Regions from separate parts of the Triticum aestivum genome. Here region 1 is linked to region 2. The links are chromatin contacts, called in public Hi-C maps. All regions are on one chromosome and are shown on one strand. Each heading gives the region's core, a stretch centred on a gene start, on an enhancer-like site or on the middle of the called end of the contact. The rest is flanking DNA. Distances are from core to core; before and after follow the strand shown.

The links. A called contact is a pair of places that touch in the nucleus more often than the background predicts.
Region 1: a Hi-C map of leaf shows a contact between it and region 2, with 6 times the contacts expected there. The contact joins the promoter of LOC123180726 here to the promoter of LOC123180725 in region 2. A contact is called at or near these places in 2 of 5 Hi-C or Micro-C datasets (both in leaf).

What each region holds. Positions count from the first base shown.
Region 1 is chr1D:126,738,411-126,745,834 of IWGSC CS RefSeq v2.1, reverse strand. LOC123180726 (protein ALP1-like) reads right to left here and starts at 2,468. Exons shown (of 1, transcript XM_044592843.1): 1 at 628-2,468. The coding sequence starts at 2,307. The coding sequence ends at 871. LOC123180727 reads left to right here. Exons shown (of 4, transcript XM_044592844.1): 4 at 290-703. The coding sequence ends at 378.
Region 2 is chr1D:126,161,013-126,167,908 of IWGSC CS RefSeq v2.1, reverse strand. LOC123180725 (serine/threonine-protein kinase 38-like) reads left to right here and starts at 5,291. Exons shown (of 13, transcript XM_044592841.1): 1 at 5,291-5,603. The coding sequence starts at 5,446.

The DNA of each region.
Region 1 (7,424 bases), core at 1,219-3,718, 580 kb before region 2:
AAAAGACTGGTCAATTGATTTCTATGGATCTCGAGCATATTATGTCCACATGACTTTAGCACCTACATTCCCATCTCTTTGACATGAGAACAAAAAGACTCACTGTTCCATGTTTTATGATAGAACTTAATTCTCTTAGTTGACATTACCGCGGCACCTACTATGACTTTATAATGTTGCATTGCACTTTTGCAATTCATTATGCTGGATTGTAATTAGCCTCACAAAATTTCTCTATTGTCCATTGTCCGACAACACAATGACCTTCTACACCTTGACCATGATGCAGGAATCAGCTACACGCTCAGCAAATCCGGGCGACCAGCGATCTTTGCACGAGACCCGGATGGAAACGCGTTGGAATTTACACAAGTGTAACAAGTGAGAGTCAAATTTCCAACTAGAACACACCTCACAGAATGGTGCTTGTAAGATTACTGTATCCAAGACCTTGTTGCAGGTCTTGCTGTCTAGCAAACAAGATCTGGCTGGGGCAATTCTGCTTGTGCCTTGTACATACCAGTCAAGAAATTGAGATGTATCTATCACATGATGATAAACTGGCATTTAAAATGTTAGCCAATTTGGTCTGTAGTAGTGATTGAGTATTACTGAATGACATGGGTATGGACAAATGAATATTGTAAATTCCTTCCACATTATGATACTTACATCAGATTTGAATGCGCTACGTTTTCTGATATCATTGTCAGTGCCTTCTAAATATCTCTTGGAACAAGCATGAAAAAAATAATCCTAATCCCATCCGAAAGCTGTATGTCCTGAACTGGGATTCTTCCTATGCTTTCATGGAAGATCAGTAGCTCATCACATTACAGAAGCCCGCGTTTTGACATGGTGAACAGACCCCTAGAGGAATGTAACGCTGGGGTGGCCGCCATGGAGGAGGTCGTGAGCAATCCTGTCCCGCTCCTTGTCGGCCGCTGCGGACAGCACTGGATTGGCAGCGGCGACCACGTCGGCGTCGTCCTGCTGGGAGAGTTCGGACTGGAAGTCGGCGTCGAGCTCCTCGCCGCTGCGTTCGCAGAAGTTGTGCAGCACGCAGCAGGCACCGATCATGTTGTGGAGGTCCGGCAGCTTGGGCTCGGTGCGGCGCTGCAGGCAGCGCCACCGCCCCTTGAGCCTCTGGAAGGCGCCCTGTGCTGCTGCGCGCGCGGCGGCGATGCGCTCGTTGAAGGCGTGCTGCGCCCATGTCAGGTTCTGGTGCGCGTACGGCACGAGCATCCAGTCCGTGAGCGGGTAGCTCGCGCCGCCCACCAGCCGGCACTGGTCGTCTCCGAGCATGCCGGTCTCGCAGCGGGCGTGCAGCGCGGACCTCTCGAGCACGGCGGCGTCGGACAGCGAGCCAGGGAGGCCGATGCACACGTCTGTGAAGGCGCCGTCAGCGTCCACGACGGCCTGCACGGCGACGGAGTAGGAGGCCTTGTTGTTCCGCTCCGTGAGGCGGCGGTTGTAGTACTCGGCCACGTTGTCCTTGGGTGGGCCGATGGGGATGTGGTCGGTGTACACGGAGCCGACGACGCCGGGGAACCCGGACAGGGCCTGGAACCTGGCGGCGGGGGATTCCAGTGGCCAGCGGACGGCCTTGGGCAGGAGGACGGCGGTGAGGGCGGCGCAGACCTGGAGGACGATGTTGTGGCAGGTGGAGATGCCGAGACCGAAGCGGCGGGAGACCTCGCGGAGGGGCTCCCCGGTGGCGAGGCGCCAGAGGCAGACCGCGACGCGCTGGTGCACGGGTATGGCAGCGCGCAGCGCGGTGTCCTCCTTGGCGACGGCGGCGCTGAGCTCGTCGCAGAGCGCGTCGAAGGTGGCGCGCGACATGCGGAAGGCCTGGCGGAACTCGGCGTCCGGGCACGCCGGGCCGCTGAGGCGGTCCCACCACTCCGTGCTCCGCTCCCTCACCCACACCCGCCGGCCCCCGCTCCTTGCCGCTGGCGCTGCGTCGCCGCCGCTGTGGGCAGGCGAGGTGGGCGGCGAGCCCTGCACCTTCCTCCTGACCGCCGGCGGCCGCGACGAGCCGTCGTCTCCCGCGGGGACGAAGCCGCGCTTCCTTCCTTGACCAGTCATTTCCGCTGGTGGCGCCGCGGCCGGCGGTGGCAACGGCGCGGCGGCGTGTCCGAAGAAGGCTGGCGCGGCCTCGGCGCCGCCGTAGTAAGGGAAGACGTCGGGCGCGGCGGCGAGGTCGTCGTTCATGAGGAAGGCGAGGAGGGAGGAGTGGTCGTCGGCAGCTGCTGGGCCGTCGAAGAGCGATGGAAGAGGGGTGAAGGGCGTGAGGTAGGTGCTCATGATCCGATCGGTCTCGTCGAGTCTTGGCTGGCGGAGCTAGCTCGATCGGCGGCGGCACTCCGAAGTACAGTACTGGCAGTCGGGTGCTTCAGTGAGACGCGGGATGAGGAGGATATATGATCGACGAGGAGGAGGAGGAGGAGGAGATGGTTGAGGTGTGATGAAGCGCGGGGGCGAAGTCATATATAGGTATGGGGCCGCGGGGGGAGCTGGGGACGCGGTACGCGTGACGGGAGACTAAAATTATGAGGCGGAGAAGGCGCGCGGAAGGCCGTCGCTCGCCCGCGTGTGTGGCGTTGTACCGCGGCGTACGCGGGTGGGGAGAACGGAGGGGGGAGGAAAGCGAGTGGCCGAGCCGAGTAGAGCTGCTAGAGTGGTGGGCTGCGATTCGCTGCCGGGTCCCACCGAAACGGGGTTCTATTATAGAGGGGAAAATGGGAAGGAAAATATCGTCTGTGGTGTGGTGGACTGATTTGGGGGCTGCCTGGCCGTACTGCCGTGTGGAGTGGTGGACTGACCGGTCCGTGACGGCTCTTTCTCTTTCCGCGGGTTTCTTTTGTCACGACCCCTGGATTGTATGGCCGGCTAGTCTTTTTCTATGGGTGCCTACGCGTCAACCGGATCGCCACCGTGCACTACAAAACTACTCTTTTTTTTTTGCGGGAACACTACAAAACTACTCGCCTTGTGGTTCTAGAAAGAAGCGGATTACCGTAATGTTTTTCTTTTCCGGATTAAAAAATGTTGCGGTCAAGTTTTTGTGACGGCATGCTCTTCTTTTTATTTAACTACTAACACAAATGTCAGTGCGTTGCAACGGGTGAAAAAAACAAACTTCACCTCAAAAGAGCAATGAACCAGCAAAGGCGCAACAAAGGTCCTGGTGAGTTGACGGATGCTGGCCAGTGGCCAGGGGTAGAGCCAGAGAAAAAATGATCGTCCCAGTGTAAAATCACACAAGCTTTATATCTAAAAACAGGGTGTCACACACTATACTATACACAAAATTACCATGGAATCAATTTTGCACGTGGTGTCTTGTGCGCCAGGAAGCTGAACATGGGTACGCCCTGCCAGTGGCATGAATAGACCCCCTCTTCATGTGCTTTATGACATGCTCTAATCCACCGTAGTGTCTTCTATCATCCTACTAGTGAATTTATGAACATGAAGGTACACTTCCTTTTATCTACATTATTTGCTCTGATGCATATAGCAAAGACACATTTAACTCATTGCTTGCTCTGACATGCTTATGTATTCACATGTTCTTATATTCTATCTTTACATGATTGCATACATGTAAGGGAAGCCTATGCATGTTACATGTCTTTCCAAAGCTTTACTTGTTACTCTTCATATCGTTATCTAAAGGTTTGATGTATGTTGTCATCAATTACTAGGGGTGGAAAGTGGTAGCGGATAATCCGAAATATCCGATATTCGTATTCGAGAAAATGCTATTCGTATCCAAAACGTCCGCATCCGAACCAAAATGGAAATGGAAATTATCCGTATCCGAATTTATTAAACAAATAAAAAATAAAATATGGTAGGAGATTTTGACACAAATATGGATATGGAAGTGGATATATCCGTATCCGAATAAGATTATGGGATGTAATTTTTAAAGTTCTAGCCCCAATATTCCAATTATCCAACATAAAAGCCAAATAAGTGGTCAAATTTTACTCTTTATATGATTAAACTTAGAAATTATTGTGCATTACAGTAGTATTTATTCATAAATGTATTTATCATTGACTTATTGTATGCCACAAGTTGATTATTGCATGTCACATACCTATTGACTAATTTACTTAAGCAATATGTCGATATTATTCGTATCCGTTCCGAATAAAGAAAACATCCGATATGTATCCGTATTCGAATAATATTCGAGCCACATCCGTATCCGATAACATCCGTATTCGTTTTGAAAATATGAAAACGGAAGTGCTAAGAGTACGATCCCATCCGCATCCGATTCGTTTCCACCCCTATCAATTACCAAAAAGGGGGAGATTGAAAGCACAAGTGCTCCCTGGGTGATTTTGGTAATTAATGACAACATATATCTTGTTAGACTAATACCTTTGCCTAGTGTATTTCAGACCAGTTCAACAATGGCATGGCAAGGACAAGAGGATGTGGAACCTTCAAAATGCTAAGGACACATATTGGCAAAAGCTCAAGACTCTTCATTTTCATTTTAGTGATCCAAAATCACATTGAGTCCATAGGAAAGCCAATACTATTAAAAGGGGATGAGGTGTTGCTTAATGGTCTACTTTCTCAAAGTGCTTAGTGATATTGCTCCAAAACCCTCGGCCACTTTCTCATTTCCACATTTATCCAAAACCCAAAGTCAAACTCGGCCTCACAGATTTTATCTATCTGGCACCAGCGAGTTCTTTTGACATAGCCACTGCCAGAAACCCTAGACAACTCGGTCACACCGATACGGATCTCGGTCTCACCGAGATGGCCTTGCAAACTCTCTGTTGCCTATTGTAATTATTTCGGTCTCACCGAAATGTGCAATCGGTCCCACCGAACTTGCTTGACATCCTCTCTGTTGCCTTATTGCTTCACTTCGGTCTAACCGAGTTGGTGCAATCGGTGCCACCAATTTGATGTTTGCCCTAAGCCCTAGCACATCGGTCCCACCGAGTTGATCCAGTCGATCCCACCTATATTCCTAACGTTCACATTTTGAACTAAATCGGTCTCACCGAGTTCTTCTATTCGGTCTGACCGAGTTGGGTCAAATGTGTGTAACGGTTGATTTGTGTGGAGGCTATATATACCCCTCCACCCCCTTCTCCATTTGAGAGAGATCCATCAGAACGTGCCTACACTTCCACTACTCATTTTCTGAGAGAGAACCACCTACTCATGTGTTGAGACCAAGACTATCCAATCCAATCACAAGAATCTTGATCTCTAGCCTTCCCCAAGTTGCTTTCCACTCAAATCATCTATTCATCATAGCCAAATTTGTGTGAGAGAGTTGAGTGTTGGGGAGACTATCATTTGAAGCACAAGAGTAAGGAGTTCATCATCATCACACCATCTATTACCTTTTGGAGAGTGGTGTCTCCTCGATTGGTTAGGGCAAGATTGTGGAGTTGAAGCAAGGATTTTGTAAGGGCAAGGAGATCGCCTACTTCGTGAAGATCTACCCGAGTGAGGCAAGTCCTTCATGGGCGATGGCCATGGTGGGATAGACAAGGTTGCTTCTTCGTGGACCCTTCGTGGGTGGAGCCCTCCATGGACTCGCGCAACCATTACCCTTGGATAAGGATACCGAGTGGGTTGAAGTCTCCATCAACGTGGATGTACGATGGCACCACCTATCATAACCATGCCAAAAATCTCTGTGTCTACATTGCGTTTGCACACTCCAATCCCATCCCTTTACTTTCTTGCAATTAGCATGCTTTCCTCTTTCCGCTGCTCATACTCTTGCCATGCTTGCTTGAAATGTATTGTGAATGCTTAAACTTGTGTTAAAACTCCACCTCAACTTGAAGAACTTAAAAATTGCTATTTTTTCTTGGTGAGGGTCTAATCACCCCCCTCTAGACACCTCTTCTCGATCCTTTCAATTGGTATCAGAGAATTGGTCTCCATTGCTTTGATTTAATCACCATTGGAGGAAGATGGATGAGTCTATGATTGGGAGACGTAGAGTGTTTATGCTTGACGGAGAGTTCTATAGTGCTTGGAAAAATGAGATGCTTCAGATTTTCAATGAATATAATTTGAAAAAGTACATTACTAGCCATTGTGTGCCTCCTATTGATCCCTTGCATCCTACCCCCGATGAGTATCTTGACATGACCCGCAATCTTAGAACTATTGATCTTATCATGAGAGGATTGCCTAGAAATTTGCTTGTATGCTCGCCTACATTTGAATGTGCTTATACTATATGGAGATATCTTGAGGAGCGCTTTCCAAACTATTCCTTGAAAGATCTAGATGAGATTCTTCAAAAGTCCATTGCTTTTCATAAGATGAAACCTAGTGATCCTAAATTTGATGATTGTCTATTTGAGCTTCGTGACCTTATGCGTGCCAAAGGAGATGTTGGAGTCATTAGTAGCATCATCTCACAAGTCATTAGAATTCATAAATATGCACATTGTCATGGTCATAAAATCTAATGAATCACTCTCTCTAGGTGATGATCAATCACAAGACGATGTTGAACATGGATACTATGATGAGGATGATGATGGTGACTTTGATCTTGATGAGTCAATGAGACACTTTTGGTTTTATGGCAAACCTTCGTGGTTACATGGTCGGAGGAAAGTAATGGGTTCTTGATAGTGGATGTACCGATCACATGACCGGAGACAAGGACATGTTTCATGAGCTTGCCGAAAATGATGGACCCCGAAAGTATGTCACTTTTGGTGATAACTCAAAGGGTAAGGTGGTTGGCCTTGGTAAGGTGGCCATCTCACATGACAGCTCTATCCAAAATGTTATGCTTGTTGAATCTCTTGGCTACAATCTACTTTTCGTATCTAGACTAGTCGATTTTGGTTTCAATGTTCTATTTACTGAAGTAGATTGCCAAGTGTTTCGAAGAGATAATCATAATATGGTCTTTACCGGTATACGTAGAGGTGATCTATACATTGTTGATTTCACTAAAAAGGCTCAACCTCGTACTTGCTTAATTGCTAAATCTTCTAAAGGTTGGTTGTGGCATAGAAGGTTAGGTCACGTGGGCATGCGAAATCTTGATAAGCTTATTAAAGGTGATCATATCCTTGGTGTTAAAGATGTCATATTTGACAAGGATAGACTTTGAAGTGCTTGTCAAGCAGGAAAACAAGTTGGAGGGAGTCATCCTGTAAAGAACATCATGACCACGAGAAGACCGCTTGAGCTACTTCACATGGATCTTTTTGGTCCCAACGCCTACAAGAGTCTCGGTGGTAACTCATTCGGATTGGTCATTGTTGATGATTTTTTAAGATTTACGTGGGTGTTCTTTCTTGATGATAAATTGCAGGTCCAAAAGATCTTCAAGAATTTCGCTAGGAAGGCCCAAAATCAATTTGAAGTGAAGATCAAGAAGGTTCAGAGCGACAACG
Region 2 (6,896 bases), core at 4,042-6,541:
CATGATAATTGTCTATTGTTCATGCTATAATTGTATTAACTGGAAACCGTAATACATGTGTGAATACATAGACCACAACATGTCCCTAGTAAGCCTCTAGTTGACTAGCTCGTTGATCAATAGATGGTTATGGTTTCCTGACCATGGACATTGGATGTCATTGATAACGGGATCACATCATTAGGAGAATGATGTGATGGACAAGACCCAATCCTAAGCATAGCACAAGATCGTGTAGTTCGTTTGCTAAGAGCTTTTCTAATGTCAAGTATCATTTCCTTAGACCATGAGATTGTGCAACTCCCGGATACCGTAGGAATGCTTTGGGTGTACCAAACGTCACAACGTAACTGGGTGGCTATAAAGGTGCACTACAGGTATCTCCGAAAGTGTCTGTTGGGTTGGCACGAATCGAGACTGGGATTTGTCACTCCGTATGACGGAGAGGTATCTCTGGGCCCACTCGGTAATGCATCATCATAATGAGCTCAATGTGACTAAGGAGTTAGCCACGGGATCATGCGTTACGGAACGAGTAAAGAGACTTGCCGGTAACGAGATTGAACGAGGTATTGGGATACCGACGATCGAATCTCGGGCAAGTAACATACCGATAGACAAAGGGAATTGTATACGGGATTGATTGAATCCCCGACATCGTGGTTCATCCGATGAGATCATCGTGGAACATGTGGGAGCCAACATGGGTATCCAGATCCCGCTGTTGGTTATTGGCCGGAGAACGTCTCGGTCATGTCTGCATGGTTCCCGAACCCGTAGGGTCTACACACTTAAGGTTCGGTGACGCTAGAGTTGTTATGGGAAATAGTATGTGGTTACCGAAGGTTGTTCGGAGTCCCGGATGAGATCCCGGACGTTACGAGGAACTCCGGAGTGGTCCGGAGGTGAAGATCGATATATCGGACGAAGGGTATTGGAGTCCGGAATTGTTCTGGGAGTACCAGGTGACGACCAACGTGACCGAAAGGTGTTTCGGAGGCCCCGGCAAGCGTTGGGGGGCCTTATGGGCCAAGGGGAGGGGGCACACCAGCCCACTAAGGGGTTGTGCGCCCCTCCCAACCCCTCTCAGATAACCAGGAGAGGTGGGGGCGCCACCCCTAGGGCAGCCGCCCCTCCCGGCTTGGGGGGCAAGTGTCCTAGGGGGTGGGGGCGCCCAAACCCATCTAGGGTTTCCCCTGGCCGCCTCCTCCTCCTCTAGATCCATCTAGAGGGGCCGGCCCCCTACCCCCTTTCCCCTATATATAGTGAGGGAGAGAGAGGGCAGCCGCACCCCTTGCCTGGCGCAGCCCTCTCCTCCTCCAACTCCTCCTCCTCCTCCGTAGTGCTTAGCGAAGCTCTGCCGGAGAACCACGAGCTCCATTGCCACCATGCCGTCGTGCTGCTGGAGTTCTCCCTCAACTTCTCCTCTCCCCTTACTAGATCAAGAAGGAGGAGACATCCCCGGGTTGTACGTGTGTTGAACGCGGAGGCGCCGTCCGTTCGGCACTAGATCGGATCTTCCGCGATTTGAATCGCCGCGAGTACGACTCCATCAACCGCGTTCTTGTAACGCTTCCGCTTAGCGATCTTCAAGGGTATGAAGATGCACTCCCTCTCTCTCGTTGCTAGCATCTCCTAGATTGGTCTTGGTGACACGTAGGGATTTTTTTGAATTATTGCTACGTTCCCCAACAAATTGTTGCGCAAATTCTTCAAAAACCACACCCAACTTTTCTCCGACTCCATCTCCAACACACCATATGCCATTGGGAAAAGCCAGTTGTGTGCATCAAGTACACAAGCATCTGTTAGTTGTCCCCTAAATCATCCATCTAATGTTGTTGCATCCACAACGAAATAAGGCATGCAACCATCTAGAAACCCCTTCCAGCAAGCCCTTGAAACAAACAAAAGCCCTCCTGAAACATTCCTTCTCAAATGTCTTCCCCCTAATTTTGTATTGTACAATATGCTTGTCAAGCTCTACAACACTGCCTGGACTTGCCATCTCCACTTCAGCTTTGTAGGTGTACAACAAAGCAAAACCATCATCTCATGGACCATTAATTCCGTCAAGAGCCATTTCCTTTGCATAAAACAATCCACATGTACGGTATGCTCATCTTATACTTCTCAAACAACAACTTGTATAGTGTTGTAGGACCAAGTGTTGGTGTCTCTCTAAGCCAATCCATGATTGCATCTGCCACTCACCTAGTTTTTGTTAATTTTGTTGTTTGGATCTTCCCCCCCTATAGGTGGGCAAGTGTGCGTATGTGCGTTCAATTTAACATGAAAATTATATTTACTTGTACGCATACAGGAGGCATGTAACCTCTACCTACACCTCTCATATGGATAGCGAACCATCAATCTTCTGGGTTCACTCTTGTCAATCACAAAATCATTTTGAGTGAGAATGCAGTATGTAGTCAGTGCATTTCGACAGTCCATCATCAATTCAAGTATTGTTCCTTGGGTAAGTTTAGGATCATTCCTGTCCCACGCAATTGTTGGCATGTCCTCACCGGCGTATTCATCTGGAACCATCATGTCAACATTCTCTTCCTTCTCTTCATATCAGTGTCATCAAATCTAGCAGGGCCGACTGGCTCCTCCGGGCATTAATCCTGCATTGCTTGTTTGCTGAATTCATCAACCAATTCAGGGTACATCCTCTCATCCTCGTCATCGTTACGAGGCACTGGCTCATCAGGCTGTGCATCATCTTCTACACCCACTACATCACTCGTCCGGCTTTCACTGCTACTAGGTTTAGCAGGTCCTGATCTACGAGGAGTGCGGGACCACTCACTATTAGCAGAGTTATCAGGTGTCGCACCCTTTCCTTTTCCCATTCTTTTGGAGGCCAAAGTACGTTGATTTGAATTTTATCGAAACGGCTGAGAGCATTAAAGCAAGAAGATTTTATACATGCTTGTCGCACGTTAGCGGCACAAACTTTTGCTCACTACTATCAAAATATTTCAGTTCAACAACATCGGCTTGGCTCCAAGGATAATCAGAACAGAGGGAGTTGCATAAATCTTTAAAGGAAATAATTGTTTCTACTACCTTTGGATAGCAAAATCCAGACAAATGATGCGCTTTTGTACCCCGCACGATGCTAGTTTCCATTATAACTGCGAGCCGAAACGCAAGCGCTCGATCAATCCTATACTTAGGCAGGCAATAATTTAGTCAAGTAGGCAGAAATTCACGCGCCCATTGGTCAAATTAATACTAGGCACATTATCGAGTTAGATCACACATTTCAAGGGGTTCGAGGCTTATCCAGTCGGAATCCATGAGTCCTCTGCTGCTCCTAGTTCGCCCCAATCCTCCCCACGGTCGATGGTATGGAGGCCGGTGTCCCTCGACATTGCCCAAGCCTATGAAGCTCAATCTGTTGCCGCAAGTCCACCCTCCAGATCCCCTTGAGCCAGTACAAGCCTGGGGCACAGAACGCAGCGGATCAGTGCACCGTGGGCGAGGGTTCCTGTCGATTACAGGCTAGATTGGGAGATGGTGGTGTGCTGGGTGGGTAGGGGTTCGGGGGGGGGAGGGAGGGGTACGTACGGTGCAACCTTTCTTCGGTCGCTCCGTCGGCTATCGGTGGCAGCGACGATTGTGTGGGGAACGGCTCGGGTACGGGCTGTTCGAAATGTGGAGAGAGAGAGAGAGAGACGTCCACCTGCCTAGGCCCCACCTGAAGTAAATTGCCCCCGCCCCACATGTCAGGATATCAGGCGACCCATCTAGTTAGGAGGAGACACACACAAAAAACTAGTCGGGAGGTAACGGTCAAAGACTTTGATCGGACGATAGTGCAACGTTCGGGCTTTTGTGAGCTGGTGGTGGAGGGGAGGACAAAAGTAAGCAAAGTTAGTTGTCTTGGCAAAAGTGAGCACAACTAAGCAACCGGGGGCACATAAATAGAAATCCCTTGATTTAACAAGACATGCAGATATTTCTTTTTCTTTTCTTTTTTTATACTTGATCAAATCACTTAGATATGCAATAATTAGGACACATCTAGACATGCCCTTAACAGGTCCTTGCGGAAGTATCTAATGTAATCGGGTCTTTCCTTGCCCTCTTGCTATTTATAATAAACTAAAATACAATGGGTATTGTGTTTTTTTTTAGAAATTGTTCATTCAAATCACGAATCAGTACATAGTAGGTGACCCTTACAAGCACACTGAAACGCAAAAGCAAAGGACCATGAACACCTAGAGTACCCTAAGACAACCATAACACAAGAAGATCTCTGGAGCCCTGTGTCATCATCCCTGAATCTTGAGAGAAGACCCCTGCAGCAGAAGGATCTGCAACCAGTCGCAAACAGGTCACCATCTTTGACCACGGTACAATTGCCACGCTGCTTCCTCCTTTTTTGACACCAGTGCTAAGAGGGCATGGACATCAATCCAACACACCTGCAACAGCCGTCGCCATTTTTGGCTTTGAGTACCGCAAAAAGTGTCCCTTCCGGAAGGAAGAGAACTTGAGTCATCCGACCGGTCCAGCACCACGGCCAGGCCATCCGCCCGGGCAAAGCAGGATCTCCCACCAGCATCAGCGCAGAGGAAGGAGAAGAACAGCAACAACAAATCGTACCAACAAGGAAGAAGAAAGGTCTTCGTCTCCCTACCTCCATCGCCCATCTGAGGATCCAAACAGCCAGTGCCGATGGACCTCCAACCACCATAGCCCACGACCTCAACGAGATCCGGGGATCCCCAACACCGCTGGCTCCTAGACGAAGGCAAAAGCCTCGCCTAACCGCGAACGGAGCCCGGAGAAACTTATTCCGACGTGACACCACCGCAACGGCCTCGGCAGCGTCTCCCTCAACCCTAACCCTACCACATACCCACCTAGTGAACAGACCCGAGGTTCCCCCTCCCTCCCGCCGTTGGAGCGGCCGACGGAGAGAGAGGGAACCGGCGGCGTCACCGACGGCACGCAAGGGACCCTTAGTCGCCTCCTTGATCGCCTCAAGCGATCCAACTTTTCCGGGCGTGCGGTTGGCGATGTCTAATCCTCCCGAGCCACAATGGGTATTGTGTTTCACGAAAAGAAAAGATAGAATAGTATCTGCAAAATTGCCTTTTCTTCCGAATCAATCGTGTAAAATTGCCATAAAGCTCGGTGTGCTCCATTTACTCACTAGCTGTCTCCAGCCTGTTTTATTATTATTATTATATTAAAAAAAAGGAAAGAAAAGCTGTCTCCAGCCTGTAGTCCTCCACTAAAAAAGACCAGGTTATTCAACTCTAACCTCAAACTAACCAAACAAGAAGCAGCCGCGTCGGCGAAGCCAAAAGAGAAACCATACTAGCACTACCAAGAGAGAAAACAATTTTAAAAGAATTTCGAGTTCGCGACAGCGAGAAGCAGAGCCGGGTCGCGGGGCCGCGGGCGGGCGTGCGCGTTAGCATGGAGAGCGAGACGGCGGCGCGCGGTGGCCGGAGCCAGCCGCTGGCGGAGGAGGCGGTGGGGTCCAGCCGCACCATGGAGCGCGTCGCGGCTGCGAAGAAGATCATCGAGAACGACTACCGCGAGCGCATGAAGAATCTCCGGGAGCGCAACGAGAGGTACCGCCGGCCTCCCGTCCCGAAACTCCCGATTTTGTCTATTCGGCCGCGTGCGGGTGTACCTGGATCTCGGGGGGTCGGGATGATCGAGGGATTGGGGATATCTCAGCGATTCGGGGGTTTATACTTTTGTCCTCTGTAGTTTCCGCTGCATGTCTAGCTTGTAATTCGGCGACTTTTAGGGTAGTTTGTTCTAGACTGTGGCTGTAGATTATACTGTGAGCTACTCCATCTTTGAACCTTTTCTTTTCTAGAATATGCATGAGTGTGCATATCATATACTCCATCCGTCCCAAAATAAGTGAGCTCGGACACTTATTTTGAGACAGGAGGGAGTATTACAGAAGAAAGGGGTGAAGAAATCAAGAAACCTCCACAAGGTTTACAACCGATTTACAAGGCTCTCACTAGCCACCACAAGATAGTTACATCACTATGGGATTACTCGCGGCTAGCCTGCCTACTCAGACCACCGAAGAAAAACTCAAAGTTAGTAGACCCGCTGATTTCCGTGTCCGTCCTTCAAGATTAATGTTCCGCAAGGCTAGTTGATGGGATGGGGATGCGCCGTCGAACACTATGGTGTTACAGTGTTCCCAAAGTTCCCATAAGCAAAGCGTGATAATCGCCTTTAGGTCTCTTGGTGAGCATTGAGCCGCAACCCGCGTGGTGCACCACTCCACCAACTCCACGTCCGCCACTGGAGTTTGGTTTGGCTCGTCGCAAGCGCTCCAAATCCATAGCCACAGGTTCTCGCAAAGACACATGTGAGGAGGATGTGGTTGATTGTTTCGACCTGTTGGTTGCAAAATGGGCACGTAGTTTGGTGTGGGAGTCCTCGGCGCGCGTCTGAAGTCCAGCAACGGTTCCGCATGGCCAGCCACGAGAAGAACCGGCCTATCTTTGAACTTTGGGACGTGCAATTACGGTGTAGGTTGGGGCGAGCTGATTCGCTGAGGGATTTTGGATGGTTGATAGTTACTCTCTCCGTCCCATAATGTAAGACGTTTTTCGACTCTAGTGTAGTGTCAAAAAACATCTTACATTATGGGACGGAGAGAGTATCTGTTAATTGGATTGAATTGTTGCTCATTGCTCCCGTTGAGCTGAGCATCCTTTGTCAATGAGGTTCTTGGATTGTAGCTAGAAGAAAACAGGGGCTTGTGTTGTCTGATTGTTTATGTGGAGAATTTGTCTTGACATATTGGTGTTTGCAGCGTGCAGACCTGAGTTTCTTGCTCCATGCTCACTAGTGCTGTCTTCTGTACTTTTTGGGGGTGGTTTGCCTGTTGG